Regions from separate parts of the Zea mays genome. Here region 2 is linked to region 1. Evidence: chromatin contacts called from public Hi-C data. All regions are on one chromosome and are shown on one strand. The core of a region is the stretch at or near the end of the contact, and the rest is flanking DNA. Distances in the headings are between cores, read along the strand shown. Region 1 holds the start of LOC103639093. Region 2 holds the start of LOC100382068.

The links. Hi-C and Micro-C count contacts between places; a contact is called where the count stands out from the background.
Region 2: a contact with region 1 is called in a Hi-C map of ear, with 5 times the contacts expected there. The contact joins the promoter of LOC100382068 here to the promoter of LOC103639093 in region 1. A contact is called at or near these places in 3 of 25 Hi-C or Micro-C datasets (ear, tassel and an unstated tissue).

What each region holds. Positions count from the first base shown.
Region 1 is chr1:142,185,093-142,191,102 of Zm-B73-REFERENCE-NAM-5.0, forward strand. It overlaps LOC103639093, which reads left to right and starts at 3,048. Exons shown (of 1, transcript XM_008661897.4): 1 at 3,048-6,010. The coding sequence starts at 3,382.
Region 2 is chr1:143,152,288-143,158,297 of Zm-B73-REFERENCE-NAM-5.0, forward strand. LOC100382068 reads left to right here and starts at 2,514. Exons shown (of 2, transcript NM_001366767.1): 1 at 2,514-2,742; 2 at 2,816-5,359. The coding sequence starts at 2,712. The coding sequence ends at 4,650.

The DNA of each region.
Region 1 (6,010 bases), core at 1,798-4,297:
CCGGACAGTCCGGTGCACCCGCAACCAGGGAAGGCTGGGAGCTTCCAAATGAAGCTCCAACGGCTCCTAGGCCCTTTGGGGATATAAAAGGGACCCCTAGGCGCCTCAAACAAGAACACAAGTGCAGCCAACAAGTCCATACATCATTTGGATCAATTCTTTCTCTCCCTCTCTTATGTATCTCTCTAGTTTGTGTAGAGGCGAAGTTATAAGCCTTTAGAGAGAAGGGAAGTGCTGCTGAGAGCTAGAGCAATATCTTGAGCGCATTGTTACTCTGCCGGAGTGCTGTCGAGAAGATTGTAAGCATCCACGGCATCGTTGTAACTGATATCAACATAGTGGAAGGCTCTACCTGTCGCACTGACAGATCTGAGCAAACGGGGGAAGGAGTTGAAATAGACTCCAAGCCAAGGTGTGGCTAACTCCAACGAGGACTAGGCAAGCATTTTAGGCTTGGCCGAACCACGGGATAAATCCCTGTGTATGTGTGCTCTGCTCTGTGTTGTGTGTTGTTTCTCTGTCTTATTTGTTGTTTATACTTGCACTTCAATATTTATATGTGGTACAAGCTGTCTTCGAAGTGCAGGGTATTTTAAGACAGGAACTTCAATTCCGCTACAACCTACTCGAAGGGTCTTTCATTCCACTGTGATCCAGCCTTCGAGTAGAGTAAGAATTTCAAGTTATAAAGTGATAATTATTATTCACCTATTCACCCCCCCCCCCCTCTAGGCGACATCCAGATCCTGTTCCCGGGCATAGGGAACTTTCATTAATGGCATTTAAAGAGAGCATGTATAACTCCTCAATCTCCTTGTCCTCTTGATCCAGTTACTACAACATTGCATCAATAAACACCTTCCCCATATCCTAAAAAGTTAAAGCATGTAATTGAGGCATCACTCTCTTTGAACATTTACCTTGATGGCCAGGTTCAAATTTCTCACCACAAGTGAAACAAAGTCCATTGGCCCTTCTAAACTCCCTTATCTATCTTTCTTTGATCAACTCACTGGGATTGAGCCATGTTCTGATGTCAAGTTTCAGAGTATTTCCCATGGGTTTGTTAGCAGCCAGACCTTTTTGCAACTTCACCCTTCCTTTCTCCAGCACTTCTTGTTGTATTTGAGCAAGAACAATTGCTTTGTCCATAGATTGAGGCATATGAGTCATGATTGGACTCTGCACCTCTCCCTTCAACCCCTTCCATTGAGATACAAAGAAGATATCATCCAACTAAGGGTTGTGCATGGATGTAGCATACCTAGCTTCCTCAAACTCCTAGGAATACTCCTCCACTTAATTATTCTGATATAAATTCAAGAGATGCCTCACGACTTGGGAATACTCCTCCACCCCAAATTTTGCATTGACATCTCTAGAGAATTGCATCCAATTTCCCAATCCATGCTTCATCTTGTGCACTTGTAGCCACATCACAACATTGCCTTCCATGTACATGGCTGCAGATATTGCCCAAACTGCCTTAACAACTTGGTAGATGGTGAAGTAGTCTTGACATTTCTCTAACCAAATTCTAGGATCCGCCCTTGGAACTTGGGGAAAGAGTACTTGGGTTGTGCTGGTTATCCATGTCCTCCTGCACCCTGATCTCCAACATCTCTGAACCAGTTGGAATTTGCTCTTCTTTCTCCTCTTTTTGATCACCCTGATCAGGCCCCTCCTAATGACCTAGAGCCTATTTCTTCCAACTCTCTAGCCATCACCTCCAACTATAAACGCGCCACCACCTTACCAGGTTCCTCTATCTGGCTGGCCAGGATGGTGTGTTCCTCCTCTGCCTTTTTTGCCACCGTTGCTGCAAGTTCAGCTTGACCTTCCAGACATTGTTGACCAGCTTCCACCCCTTCCAACTTCTTCCCCAAATGGTCCAGCACCTTCATCATCTGCTCCCACTTCTCCTCCCCTCGCTGCTCTATAGACACCATTGCCTCCAGCATTAACCGGGTTTGAGCAGATGGTTTGAAATTTGGCATCGTCTTGATGACTTCCAGGGATCAAAGACTTTGATACTACTTGTTATGGCCCTTGGCCCACGGTATCACCAACCGAGGTGTGAGCTCTCTTCTCCTGATCTAGGTGGATCTACTCAGGTAAACCTCATCAGAGGTGAGGAAGAACACAGGTATGTGGCTAATCCTTTTAATGATTCGATTCCCTTTTCTGTTATTCGGATACAAGATTTATAGTGTCTAATAAGGCCCACGAGTGAATCTAGGATTAGGGCTTAATCCAGCCCAATACAATCCATTAATCCCTCCCAAACCTTTTTCTTAATCCTTACTCAGGCCTCGTTTGTTTGTGTCCGATTGCACCGGAACCGTTCCAGTTAATCAAAGTTTATATAAATTAGAGAAGCGATCCGGTTAGGAATTGTTCCGACCCACCAATCCGGCACAAACGAACAAGGCCTCAATCTACTAAGGCCCTGTTTGGATCCACCTAGTTTCTTAGAAACTGGTTTTTAAAAGCTGAAAGGTCTCCAAATAGGTCAGTTTTTTATTTAGTTTCTAAAAACTAGTTTATCAGTTTCTTAAAAACCAAGAAGCTGGTCTCCCCAGCTAAAACCAGTTTTTAAGAAACTAGGTGATCCAAACACCTTCTGCTAGTTTTTGTCAAAAGGTAGTTTTTAGAAACCAAATATAGAAACCAATTTTTAAAAGACTAGGGTGGATCCAAACACAACCTAAGCCATATCCACACAATCAGCCCTAACATGTCGTGCTCCCGTTTCTCAGTCCATCTAATCACCATGGCAGTAGAGGACACTACGGTCGTGCCGCGGCCGGCTGCACACTCAAGGCAACTCCAGCAGCTTCTCCTCCACTCCTTCTGCCACAACCACATGAAGGACTAGTTTAGACGCCCGTAAATTAGAAGGGATTAGAGAGACTAAAATCTCCTTATTTAATTTTCAATAAGAAAATTTTAGCCTCTAATTTACTTCGATTTTGTGGTTTCCAAACTAGCCCGACTCATAAATCGAGAACCATTTTGTGATTCCCAAACTAGCCTGACTCATAAATCGAGAACCGTGGCATGCAGTGTCAGTACACTGTCATGTGGGCCCTTGAAAGGAGGCAAGTGGGGGTATTCTGTGCTATAAAATGGAGAAGCTGCACAGGCGATGGATATCAAGGAATCAACAGAGAACCTCTTTACTGTTCATCTTCCTCTGTTCTCTAGTCTGTTCATCTTCCTCCATTCTCTAGTCTGTTCATCTTCCCCAGCTTTATCTCTCTTGTACCCAGATTCTCTTCCATTCTAGTACCTTGCTGTTATTAGTTGAGTTCAAGAGGCTAGTGCTGTTAACAAGTGGTATCAGAGGCGTTCGATCCTCGACTTCAATTTGCCAACGCCATGACTCTCAACGTCAAGCTCATCCTCGACGAGTTTAATAGGAGGTTCGACGAGTGGGAGACTCGCTGGGACCGACGCTTCTCGTCTGCCGCGTACATCGACCAACCGCCCACCCCGCCCAGCGTCAACCACCCCTCCTCCGACGCATCTGCCCGCGCGCCGTCCACCCGGGCTGCGGCCGTTGGGGCCGTCGTCATCGCCGACAACTGGGGCGGATGCTTCGATGACGGCGAGCGGTACTGCACAGCGCCATCCGTCATCGCCGACGACTGGGGAGGATTATTTGATGGCGAGGTCGCGAATGTCAACACCGAGTTCGCCGACCACTGGTACGGTCCATCCTCCACCGACCCCGACGCACCACACGATGCGGACGCCGACAGCTTCTTCATCAACACCGGCGAAGGGCCCGTAGAGCCAGTTTTTGGCGATACGGCCGTAGGCGCGCTTGGTGACGTGGGCGCTGTCCCAGATCTAGTGGAGGAGGAGGAGGTACCTGTCGACACGCCCGCCAAGTGTTTGATGAGAGTCCTCAACCGCAGCGACTACTACGTTTCCAACCGTGGCGACTACTACGGTCCATACACTTCCTCCACCGTCGACGCGGCGGCGGTGCTGCTCGCCGACGCGGCCGAGGCTCGACTCGACTGGCGCTTCGCCAAGCTGCCGCAGCCGCAAGCTGAGGAGGTGGACGAGCCGTTCCGCGACGTGGCGAACCCTCCGTCGCATCCTTCCATCGTCTACGAGTCGTACCGCGACGCGGCCGAGGCTCGACTCGACTGGCGCTTCGCCAAGCTGCTGCAGCCGCAAGCTGAGGAGGTGGACGAGCCGTTCCGCGACGTGGCGAACCCTCCGTCGCATCCTTCCATCGTCTACGAATCGTACCGCGACGAGGCCATGGCGGGAGCCGGTGCTAGAGCGCTTGCTGGCCGTTGCAACGAGCGGCCCGCAAGGGGACGCAATTCCTCCTCCGACGACAGATCCGAGCAATCCTACCTCACGCCCACCTGTGAGGCCACCAACAGGGCCCCTGCACCCGACAATAGGTTGATGGCGTCCGTCGACCACCGCCGACGCCAAACTCTGGACGAAGAAGGAGGTGTCGAGCAGGAATCGGGCGGTGCCATTGCCGACAAGGTGGAGGCTGTGGCGACGCACGAACTTCCTAGAGATGAGACCGGAGCAGAGGTCGCAACCCAGCAGCCATGGCGCCTATGTCGATCCACTTCGTCCCTGGTGATGATGGGTTCAGATGGAGCATGCATGGGGTTTGCAGCTACTCACCGTGGCGAGCTTGTCGCTGGCGGACACGCTGGAGGAGCACTCTGCTCCGGAGTTGTCGCAGTTTCCGTTGGACACGTGCGAGTTCACGTTCAACCGTGCGTCCGTTCCGCGGATGGAGCTGCTCACCCTGGGCATCCTCGAGGGGTGGGTGGTCGCCGACATCCCTTTCCCCTACATCTGCTACTTCGTGGCGCAGTTCTGGCAGGACGAGCGCCAGGCGATCTGCGAGCGCGCCGTGCAGCACCAACTACCTCAAGCATTGAGGAGGATGTACCCTTCGACACGCTCACCAAGTGTTCGATGAGGGTCCTCAACCGCGGCACCAACTACGGCCACAACACGGCCGCTTCACTGAAGACCAGTGGAAAGAGGGCCGAATTCATCGTCTCCATCGTCAAGGGCCGCGGCGGCTCGCTGTTCCGCGAGAAGATGATCGTGGGCGTTGGCGCTCACTTCATCGTCATCGTCGACGCGTCCAAGCTCGTGTCGCGCCTCGGCTGCATGGGCGCCAACCCCATCGAGGTCATCCCCTTCGACGCGCTCCACGCGCTGGGACTCATCTGCGGCCTCTTCGACGGCTTGCCTGGATCCCACACCAGGCGGAGGTCTGTTCCCGCCGCCGCCGCCAACGGGAAAGAAGACTCGAAACAGTACATCATCACCGACAACGACAACTACATCGTCGAGGACGGCATCCGCGGCGACCTGCGCGGCATCAGTGATCGTCTGCTTCAGATCACCGGCGTCATAGAACACGACATGTTCCTGGGCTACTTTTCCCACGCTGAAGAAGGTGGAGATGCGAGGACGAAGGTGCAGCTGACAGAGGCCGCGGAGCGTTGCTTCGACGAGCTGGTCGGAAGAGGCCTGCTCCGTCTCACGGTCGGAAGCAATGGAGCCGCGGGAGCCAGGATGCCCATCATGATCTGCTCCTTCGCGAAGGACGTGTATGACCATGAGAACTTCTGCACTGAGTCAGCAGCGAATAATCTTTCCGAAGTGCGACGGTTGTCCATCGTTGAGAACGAGGCTGACGATCGCATTGGTGAGGGGATGACAATGGCAGCATGGACGACGAGCATGGAAACAGTGGTTAAGCTAGAACAGGCCGGCGAGCGCCTGTGGGTCAAGATGGGCGGCCACAAGGTGCTCAACGTCGACAAGTACGACAACATCTTCGCCAAGCCAGGCGGCTCATTCCGCGGCCCCGATGTGCACGTCGAGACGGCCAGGAGAAATACTGTCACCTATAGCATTTTGGAGCAGAGAGACGCACAGAAGGTTCAGCTCTTCAAATCCATTAATAGTGGTGCTGTTTTTGGCTTTCCCGAGAATCTTGAGGAAG
Region 2 (6,010 bases), core at 1,264-3,763, 970 kb after region 1:
TGCCCTTGGGTGACGTAGTCCTCCTGACACCGTATGTATGGTCATGCGCTGCCATACTCCTAGTATGACGTTCTGCCTCGTCCGTCCGCATACGGGTCCCTGCAGCAAGTTCAATGTTGACATAGCGGTACCTAGTGGGTCCCATAGATTAGACTTATCATGGGGGTTCTAGGTCGGCCTTGTTACGACTTTGTATTACGTCATGAACCTTGTGTCATCTTTAAGCATGTGTAGGTGTACACTCAGTATGGTGTATCATCCCATCCTTTCCAATATGTGGGTGACTGTAGAGACTTCGGTGCTGAGGTCCCCATGACTGGAGTTGGCTGGCCCCACAAGTCAGCGGGGATACACCTGAGGTTGTACACTAGAGCGTACCATTGTGTTTGACATGGACCTTTTGGCACCATACTAGAGGTGCGGATGTGGTTTGGTGGTGACGCGTCTTGTCGTGCTGACGCGGTTCAATAGTATCAGATCGACCCTTCCCCTTCACAAGTTTGCTCGGCATGGGACCTGATCGTCATCTTTGCCACGTAGCATTGCTTGGCAGAGGGTTGGTCGCCGCGTCCGCCTCGCGAGGTTGCTCGGCAGCGGGTCGGTCTGCTACTCCGCCTCGCAGGGATGCTCGACCGAGGACCGACCACCACCCCGCCTTGTGGGGTTGCTCGACAGCAGGTTGGTTGGCTACTCTGCCCCTAGGGATGCTTGGTAGAGGACTTAGTCGTCCGCTCCACCTCACGGGGTTGCTCGGCTGAGAACCTGGTCGTCCGCTCCGCCTCGCAGGGTTGCCTGGCAGAGGGTTGGTCGTCTGCCCTGCCTCGCTGGGTTGCCTGATAACGGGCTATCGGCTACTCCGCCTCGTAGGGTTGCTCGGTAGAGGATCGCCTACCTGCCCCGCCTCATGGGGTTACTCGACAGCAGGTTGGTCGGCTACTCCGCCTCACAAGGTTGCTTGGCAAAGGACCTGGTCGTCCGCTCCGCCGCGCAGGGTTGCTTGGCCGAGGACCTGGTTGTCCGCTCTGCCTCGCAGGGTTGCTCAGTAGAGGGTCGACCAGTCTGCGAGTGGGCCGTTTAAGAGGTTTTGGTGCTTCCTTTGGGCACCCGGTTCCTGGGTACTCGACATATATTATTTGAGAATTTTTAAATCTAGGATTTAGGTAGTATAATTATGCATAACTATTGGAGTTGTTTTTAGGGATGATTCAATGTATTCCATTTTACCAAAAAAATAATTTCTACTCTTGCCACTCGACTTCAAGCGCAATAATTCAATATATTTTAGGATAAATTTAATATTTTAAAATTGGTATGTATATAATTTGATGCTAATTTTTAGTTTTGTATATTATTGGCTCTCTACAATAACAATAACAGAAAGATCATCCGGATTTGAATTCACATCCGTATCTGAATTTAATATCTATGAAGATATAGAACAAATTTAAGATTTACTTTTCTTAATTTGCATAGCAGATTCTATGCCTATTTATTTGTAATGGAGAAAAAATAATACAAAGTTTTAACATTGAAATAAGTATCTCGATTCATCATAAAATCTATATCTATATCTATACTACTCAATTAAGAATCTAATGTGGGAGCATCTGATCACGTCCGCGTATATAAAAAAATAATGCAAAGCGAGCACTGAAACCCATAACCCCTTGCTCTAGAAATGTGAGGCTAACCATGTAACATGTAGCTTAATATTTAAAAATAATAATAATTTTATTTGAATAAATATTTCAATACCTATTTATAGATATATAAAAATTGTAGCGAAGCACTCGCTAGTTACTATATTAGTTACTATATTAAAAACCTAATATGGACATCTCATGCTACCCTGGGGCTTTACTCTCCCTACGCCTAACGCCTAACGTCCGTACAACACGTACAAAAAAATACTACAAAACGAACACTAGAATTCACGCCATCTTACTCTAAAAATTTAGAGCTAGCCATTAAACCATTTGTACTATAATATTTAAAAATAAATAATAATTATGTTTGTAGTCTAGCGGTCCCTCTCCCACTGCACCTAGAGATGTCCAAACGGGCCGCCCGGCCCGGTCCGGCCCGGGCCCGGTGAAGCCCGGCCCGTTTTAGGCCCGGCCCGCCAGGCACGATTAAAAAACCGGGCCGGGCCGGCTAAGCACGCGGGCTCAATTTCTTGTCCGAGCCCGGCCCGCAACGGGCCTAAACGGGCCGGGCCGGCCCGTTTAGCTCGAAAAAACGGGCCGAAAAGCAGGCTATGCGGGCCGAAAAGCACGTTTTAGTGTAAAAAAAGCGGGCTTAACGGGCTTAGAGCTAAACGGGCCGTGCCGGGCTAGCCCACCGTGCCTAATTTCCTGTCCGAGCCCGGCCCGCTTATTCGTGCCGGGCCGACCCGGGCCCGCATATAACTGGGCCGTGCCGGGCTCGGACCGGGCCCAAAAAGCGGGTTTCGTGCCGGGCTCACGGACCTCGTGCTTATTGGACATCTATAACTGCACCCCGTGGCAAGAGCACAGACGTAGTTAATGATGAAGTTGGCGATTCTTTGCATCGAAGCATCCAGCCGAGGAAATCAACGGTTACAATTGGATGGTTGGTCCGACCACAATCAATCTTAGTCGCACAACGCGCCTCCCTGCTCCAGTTTTCCATTCCTTGCGCCCCCTTCAGATCCGATCTGATCCACGCCGGCGAGACACCGGAGGACCGCCATGACGCTCAGCCTCCGTCGCAAGCAGCTCGGTAAGCCCCAAGTCCCTGACTCCATTGTCCGTGTCTGTACAGGCTCTAATCCCGCTCACTGCCTCTGATCCAGATGTTATCGTGCGGATGCTGCACCTGAACCAGCAGCAGTTGCCGAACGGCGGCGAGGGACAGGGAGAGGACGATGCGTACAAGATCCTGGTTATGGATCCGCCCTGTATCTCCATCCTCTCGCCTGTGCTCAAGCTCGGCGACCTCCGCCACCAAGGTGTCACCCTCACCCTCGCCATCGATCGTCCGCGGCAGGCGGTGCCCGATGCGCCGGCCGTCTACTTCGTCCGGCCCACCCCCGGGAACGTGGACCGAGTAGCGGCCGACGCCGCCGCGGGGCTCTACGGGTCTTTCCACGTCAACTTCTCCACCTCCGTCCCGCGACCCCTGCTGGAGCGCCTCGCAACCGCCTGCGCCGCCGCTCCGCCCGCGTGTGCGGGCCGCGTGGCGCGCGTTGCTGACCAGTACATCGACTTCGTCTGCATCGAGGATGACCTCTTTTCGCTAGCGCAGCCCCGGGCCTACGTCGCACTCAACGACCCCGCCGCTGCCGACGCCGACATCACTGCCCTCGTCGACGCCGTCGCGCTGGGCCTCTTCTGCGTAGTCGCCACGCTCGGTGTTGTGCCTGTCATCAGTTGTGCGCGCGGCGGGCCAGCGGAGATGGTGGCCGGCGCCCTCGACGCCCGGCTCCGCGATCACCTACTCGCCAAGCCCAACCTCTTCACGGAGGCTGCATCTGCCGCTGTCACGTCATTCCAGCGCCCTGTGCTGTGCCTCTTCGACAGGAATTTCGAGCTGTCTGTAGGGGTGCAGCACGACTGGAGCTACCGCCCATTGGTGCACGACGTGCTTGGCTTGAAGCAGAACAAGCTGAAGTTGCCGGCAGAGAAGTACGAATTGGATGACTCTGATAAATTCTGGGTGGCAAACAGCTGGTCTCCATTCCCCAAAGTTGCTGAGGAAATCGAAGCGCAGCTTGCCAAGTACAAGCAGGATGTGGATGAGGTGAACCAGCATACTGGTGGTGGCAAGGTTGGGGTTGAGTTTGATGGTACTGATCTAATTGGCAACACTAAGCATCTCATGAATGCGGTGAACTCACTGCCAGAACTGACAGAGCGGAAGAATATGATTGATAAGCACACCAATATTGCAACATCTTTGCTTGGGCATATCAAGGAGAGGTCTCTGGATGGATACTGCAGCTGTGAAAATGATATGCTTGTGAGTGGCACTGTCGACCGGAATACACTGCTGAGTCTCATCAGAGGGAAGGGTACCAAGGAAGATAAGCTTCGGCTAGCTGTGACCTACCTGCTGTCCTTTGCGACACCACCATCATCTGAGCTGGAGCAGGTTGAGGCCGCTCTGCGGGAATCGGAAGTTGACATGTCTGCATTTCAGTATGTGAAGAGGATAAAGGCATTATTGAATACCCAATTTGCAGCTGCCTCAGGCACAGCAACTAAGAGCAACATCGTCGATTGGGCAGAGAAGCTGTATGGGCAGTCCATTGGCGCTGTGAAGAATCTCTTGTCAGATAGTAGGCAGCTGGCCTTGACAAGAACAGTTGAAGCTCTTATGGAAGGGAAACCAAACCCAGAGGTGGATGACTACCTTTTGTTTGATCCACGGGCTCCTAGGTCAGGAACTAGTGGGCAGTTTAAAGGACCCTTCAGAGAAGCCGTTGTTTTCATGATCGGTGGTGGAAATTACATTGAGTACAAGAGCTTGATAGAGCTAAAGCAACGCTCACAGCCTTCCAAACATGTTATATATGGTGCAACAGAAATTCTTAGTGGGGCCGAGTTTATTCACCAACTGGCAGAATTGGGGCAGAAAGCAGGGTTGGGTGGTGGCAGCAGCAACATACCACCAGGTTCAGCACAATAGGTAGGATGCTCTTACAAGACCTTTTAATGTTAAGGAGTGATTCGAGCTTCAGGGACTACGGTAAATACGCTCATACCCCACATTTTATTTTAAGGAGCGTTCCAGGCTGCATAGATTAGTGATATCAAATTTCATGAAAAGTTTATGCCCCTTCGATTGATTAGTTGTCAATACATAGCTTTGTTGTTTCAATTTGGGTTTTGATATTGCCCATGTATGACTATTTTTACTTTTCTGTACTCTATTTCCTTGCCCCCCTCCCTTTATTTTACTAAGAAATTTTTCTTGGAATTCTGTTTGCACACTCAAAGAAATCCGTTCATGAATATTTGTAACAGAAACCTAGTTCTGATGTTTGGATAATTTGATTTTGGTTGAAATCTTCATAGTTCCAGGCTGTTACATCTTTTACTTGTAGTGCAAGGCCATATGTGGGTTCTTGAAACCCCATATATATGACTAACCATCTCAATAATATGTATGCAGGGTGGCGTAATATATAAATTCATTTTGTGTGTTGGGGATATAAGTTTATTACTTGTTTTATCTACAATAGTTGGATACTTGGATTGGGAAAATGCATTGTAGCAATGGCAAGCTGAAGGTTTGTGCCACTGGTTCTCAAAAGTTGATTTATTCATGCGAATGGAATCTAAACATCTTTTGTACTGAAGCGCTGCGATTAAATAAAGGCTATCAATAGTTAATAGCTCCGTTGGTACATATGGTATAGAACTATAGACAGTGTACAACCTTAGGCTCACTCCAACGATCCACTCGATTTATCACTCTCCCTCTATATTGCGTGTACATACTCCCACCATTGCTCCAACGCTTCACCCTCTTCCTCTCCTTGTTTTCCGCGTGTCAGAAATCTCCGTGTGTGAAGAGGGGGAGCACTAATCCTCCCCTCTTCACTAATCAATGATATTCAATGAGAAATTAATTAATTTTAATTTTAATTATCAAATAACAATGTATATCACGGTACTACAAATAGTCGTTTTTTTGTATGCTCAAACCTTGTATTATTGATTTCTTAGAGGGCTGTAGACCTTACTTGAGTGTGGATTCAACTGCTTTGAACGACAAATGGAATGGTCACCTACCGTCTGCTACAACCGTTGATGGACACAATTGGATGTTCCTTGTTGCTTTTGGATTGTTTGAGTCCAAAACGGAGGACAATCGGCATTGGTTCATGCAGCAGTTACGCAAGACCATTGGGGATTTTTCTTTTTGCTAGCAGTTTGTTCTGATGCTTGTAAAGACTTAACCAATGCAATTATGTCAAATAGTCCACTTAAAGTATAAAGGGAGCTAAATAGGGGATTGATTGGAGAGGACCTGAAATAGGGGG